Linked DNA regions of Zea mays: region 1 is linked to region 2. A link is a contact called in public Hi-C data. All regions are on one chromosome and are shown on one strand. The core of a region is the stretch at or near the end of the contact, and the rest is flanking DNA. Distances in the headings are between cores, read along the strand shown.

What was found. Hi-C and Micro-C count contacts between places; a contact is called where the count stands out from the background.
Region 1: a contact with region 2 is called in a Hi-C map of leaf, with 5 times the contacts expected there. The contact joins the enhancer-like site here to the promoter of LOC103649908 in region 2. A contact is called at or near these places in 6 of 25 Hi-C or Micro-C datasets (leaf and tassel) and 1 of 3 datasets of contacts at active chromatin or transcription factors (seedling).

The regions. Positions count from the first base shown.
Region 1 is chr3:29,924,259-29,926,958 of Zm-B73-REFERENCE-NAM-5.0, reverse strand. LOC100304403 reads left to right here. Exons shown (of 21, transcript NM_001165839.1): 21 at 836-1,070. The coding sequence ends at 883. Among protein-coding and RNA genes, the nearest start is that of LOC100304403, 36 kb to the left of the region's middle. Within about 2 kb of position 1,273, at least 11 of the 20 cell types and tissues checked have an H3K27ac peak or open chromatin away from gene starts, as enhancers often do. A contact at or near this core is called in leaf and seedling, where this site is marked.
Region 2 is chr3:29,777,088-29,779,787 of Zm-B73-REFERENCE-NAM-5.0, reverse strand. It overlaps LOC103649908 (transcription factor bHLH162), which reads left to right and starts at 1,434. Exons shown (of 3, transcript XM_008675593.3): 1 at 1,434-1,861; 2 at 1,992-2,414. The coding sequence starts at 1,691.

The DNA of each region.
Region 1 (2,700 bases), core at 24-2,523, 150 kb before region 2:
TACTTGTTCTAAATTTATTAGCATGTTTGATGGCACCGCACAACATTCACCTCTTCTCTGGAACACTATCAGTAGACAAATATAAAACTATGGACTTGCTGAATTGTTGGTAGTTTGTTCTGTATGATTGAGACTTGTATGCTTTTACCATATATGTTCTTCTAAAAACCTTTTTAAGTTAGGTCACCAAAATCTATTGTCGTGTCGCTTCTTATGTCATTTTGAATGTCATGGGACTCCTGTTGATCTGATCTGCGGCATGACAATTACGTTGTATCTTGGTTAACACCGACAAATATACTATTTAAATAGATGTTTTTTTGTGGGGTGGGCGGTGGAGGCACCCAAAGTGTGCCTCATCTTATATTTATCAAATAAATTGTTCTTTTAATCATCACAGATGGTGTCTAGGAAGCTCCATCATGTGATAAAAAATGCCATTGCCTGTTGTTCCTGAACCTGCATGTTTTTAGAGAATCTGTTCTGCCAGTGTAGAGTGCGTTAGTGTACAAATGGTGACTTGGCACGTATGTGCTTCCACGATCATCCCCTTGTGTCATCCACCCTTTAAAGGCTTGTTCGGTTATTTTCAATCCATATGGATTGGAGGGGATTGATACGGATTAAGAGGGATTTTGATTTACTAGGGATTGAAACCCTCTCAATCCCCCTCAATCCATATGGATTGGGGTAGAACCGAACAAGCCCTAAAGAGATGGAATGGAAAAAAACATGGTGAGCTGATTGCTGATATTGAACTGGTGCATCATGTGCGCATTTATACCTGCCTGCTGTTTCAACACTAAACGTGAAATGTCTACCTTCAATTTCGCAGGCTCTTGAGAGAAGAGGAAGAAGAAAGAAGGGTCTTTTCTTCAAGTAGTTTCAGCTATATTACACTTGTTTCTACGCTGCTTCTAATGTATGTATGTAGCATTTTGGTTGATCGGCGTGGTGCACAAGTGTTCTGTTTCTGTAAAATACTAGACGATTGTGTTGTAAAACTAACCAAAATGCCAAGTACACATGTTAATATTTTCTGCCCCACTCAGAAGAGCTAGAGTTTTGCCATAACGAGTGCAGCTCCGCGTTTGGCTTCCAGGCACAGCTAGATATAGTTCAATAATGTAATCGGGTGAAAAAGAATTGGGCGGCCCCAGAAGATGCTCTTTGAGATTTTATCTTTGCCAGGAGTCGTCCGCCCTACACCTGGTGGGCGGTGTCTGCCTGCCTGGCTTGTGACTTCAAAATTGGCAGCGTGGAGATGATGAGGTCACGGTTCACGCCCGAGAAATAACTAGCATGGCCATGGCCATCGATCCGCTAGGTCTGCGAGTAGGTTTCATACGTGACACTGATACGCCAGAAACAGAATGGACCGGCCTTACATATGTACAAATCACATAGGTATCCACACTGTTCAGAAATCTTATCTTTTGGTGCATGATCTGCTGTTTTGTCGCAGTGTGTGTCACGATCCCTTACCATACACGTTCGGTCCAGTTCACATAGGAGCACACTACAGTGACCGTTGAGCACAACGTGAAATCATCAAATTTGATGAATAGTAAGGTTCGAACAAGTTGAAGAGACAAACCGTCTCGATCTTACAAGATAATACTCCCTCCGTCTCAAAATATAATCCGTTTTAGACTAATCACATATTCATTAAGTAACATATGAATGCAATTTTTATGTATGTCTATATTTATCATCATTTGAATAAATTTGGACGGAAAAAAGTATTCTAGAAAGAACTATATTTCAGAACGGAGTGAGTATAATTATAAGATAATATTGAGTCAAATCAAATAACGGGGCGTTTGGATCCCTTCATTTTAGAGGAATTGGAATTCACTCAATAAAGTAACTTATTTAGTTTGGAATTTGACATTCCACCACTTTCTAAATTTCAGATATAAGCCTATCTTAAATTCATGGGGTGGAGGGTGAGAAATGATTTTATGCATTACTAGAATTGGTTTCTAATCTATAATTTACATGACACTCTTCGTCTCACTTCCCTATAGTAAAAATGTAGCACATAAATATCTCCGACATCTTGCTAATAATAGTATACAAATATATTTTGCATAAAACTGAATTAGCTTAATTGATATATGTCTAAATTACTATTATTAGAATGGAATTCAATTCTAATGATCCAAACGGGCTGTAAGTTTAAATTTAATTAGACTTATAAAAAAAGCAACGATGCTTATATCTACTACTCTCCCTCCATCCTAAAATATAGTTCATTCTAGCCATCTTTTATCTATCCACATTTGAGTGAATAATAATGAATATAGATATGCATATAAACTACATTCATGATTAATTAATTAATATATGTTTAGCCTAAAACGAATTATATTTTGGATGGATGGAGCACTAAATAGGTGTTGTTGTAAGTATTCGTTACGGAAAAGTATCTTTATATAGTGTTGTTACTTGATCCAACTTAGGGTCCATTTAGATGTAGATATTGGAGATGTTAGAATTGAATTGCATCCAATACCAAATCTGTCTAATATTGAAAATGAGTTGTAATACAAATCTATTGTTTGGATGTACCTGGAATTGCAATTCCCGTCAATACAGAGGGTCTAGTCTCTAAATTATGAGAGACAACTTTTAGTCATAGTCCAATGTTGAGGAATTGACTTTAATTACAACTCTAAATTCATTAGCCATCAAACA
Region 2 (2,700 bases), core at 185-2,684:
CACACTGGACAGTCCGGTGCCCCCCGCCAACCGTTGGAGCTGACACGCCTTTTCACCGGAGACCAGCCTAGCGCACCGGACACTGTCCGGTGCACCACCGGACAGTCCTGTGTGCCAGTCCGAGCTGAAGTTTGGCTGCTCACAACCAAGTCTTTTGCAATCTGATTCCTCTCTTTTCGGCACTGTTTCTAGCACTTAGACAAACAATGTTAGTTCACAAAAACAATGTACTAAGTCTATAAACGTACCTTTTACTTTGATTTGCATATTTCACACATTTAGCATATTAGTACTGAAATAATGTGTTGGGCATCTAATCACCAAAATACTTATAGAAATTGCCCAAGGGCACATTTCCCTTTCACTTATGCCTCACGTCATGGAATAGAAGCATACATATAGACAGATTAATAAAGAATTAGAGATGTTTGAATGCATTAAAGCTAATAGTTAATTGACTGAAAATTGTTAGTGAAATTAGCTAGCTAACAAATAGCTAGCTAACTATTAGTTAATTTACTAAAAGAGGTTAATATCTCAACTATTAACTATACTGTTTTGATGTCTTTAGCTAATTTTAACAGCTAATTATTAGCTCTAGTGTATTCATACACCCTTTAATTAGCAAAGTGATCCGACATAATGTTAACATTTTTTCAAAATTTAAACGTGGAGACAACATGGAACCAAAACAACTTGTGCTTTCATATAGTACGAAAATAAACTATTATATTGTACTGCAAATTTACACGTTTGGAGGCCCTAAATATTTAGGGCCCTGTTCCAGTGCAAAGCTCATACACCCTCTGGCACGGGGCTGGTGGTACTCGATAAAGAATGTTTTACCGAGTGTCCGATAAAATATACTCGGTAAAGCGCAAATTCCCAACACTCGGCAAAAATAGCCGAGGGTGGTTACGCCTTGCGTGGCACTCGACTATTGATCGCTGCCACTGTCAGCGACGCGAGGTGCGGCCGGTCATGCCTACGTCGCCCCGGCTTGCGTCATCAGCTCCACGCAACCCATGCCGGCCGGCAGCGCGCCGTGCATGTCGTTACGTAGTACCACATGTGTGCACCGAATCATTTTATTAGTCGTTACTCAGGAGGACGTGGCTCGCTGCCTAGACTGGCTCTGTTTCAATCTGCTATGGCTATGCCTTAACACTTGATAGCAAGCTCTACCTTTATATTTTTTACTGCTGAGTAATAGTAAGAATGTGTGTGTGTGTGTGGTTCATATAAATAAATATGTAAATTCCTCTGTGGACTGTAGATCTCCATATGTAGGCCATAGGCAATCTAGCTAGCTGTCCCGGCCGCGGCCCGCCACAATAAATATATTGTCCGTTGGGGCCACCATTAGTTGAGCTCTCGTACGTCCACTCTTTTTTTTTCTCATAATAACAATCTTCTGGTCCATATGTTCCTGTATGTACACACGTGCATGTAAAGTGATGTATGCTTGCTCTCAACTGAACTACTGAAGTCAGGTCTTGTATATGCCCACTGCACCTGCCTGCGCCTATGCGTGCATGTGGGTTCTTGCCACTGTTACTGGCTTCTTATATCTAGACCAGTAGCCGCCACTTCTGCCTCTTTTTATACCAGTCCCGGTGCTGCGGAACACACAGAGCGAGGTATCTAGAGACAGAGAGGGCTGTGTGGAGAGAGAGAGAGAGAGAGATCGATGGAGATGAGAGCGAAGAAGAGCAGCAGAAGCAGCACGAGCAACACCAGCGGCAGCACGACGACCACGGCGGTGGAGAGGAAGGAGATCGAGAGGAGGAGGAGGCAGCAGATGAAGAGCCTCTGCGCCAAGCTCGCCTCCCTCATCCCGAAAGAACACTACTCCTCCAAGGTCATGTGTATTCGAATTACAATTACGGCTGTTTGGTACCAAAGGTCTAGCTAGTTAATTGCTAGCTATTAGCCATATATATGCTCGCCCATCCAGAGATAGTAAATTCTGTATGTACAACGAAGCACAGGATGCTATGACCCAGCTGGGTAGCCTAGACGAGGCAGCCACGTACATAAAGAGACTCAAGGAGAGGGTGGAGGAGCTGCGGCACAAGAGCGCCTCTGCACGGCTCTTGGCCGCTGGCAGTGGCACGAGACGAGGCGGAGGAGGAGGAGGCGCCTCCACATCGTCGGCAGCGACGACCACGGCGAGCGGTGGCGCAGGATCATCTGAAGAAGCCGGCCGGCGGGAGGACGACATGCCGCCGGCGGTGGTAGAGGTTCGGCAGCACAATGACGGGTCAAGCCTGGACGTGGTGCTCATCAGCAGCGCGGCGCGACCCTTCAAGCTGCACGAGGTGGTCACCGTGCTGGAGGAAGAAGGCGCCGAGACCGTCAACGCCAACCTCTCCGTCGCCGGCACCAAAATCTTCTACACCATCCACTGCAAGGTACGTACGTACGTACGTAGGTAGGACCGTAGGAGTACTACATCACAATTCTCTCTGCTCTTTTTCTTTCAAAGCTTCAGCCTTCTGCTCTTTATGTTTATTCCGTTTTACAATAAATATCGGTAGAACATAAATGAGTTCAAATAAAAGGGTTGTTAATTATAATTTTTGTAGCCTTTTTGGATCTACACTTTTTATTTTAGACATTTCTTTATCCAATATCGTTTGAAAATTTTAAATTTTAAATATGAGAAAATTTAAAAAACGTAATTTATTTATCCAATAT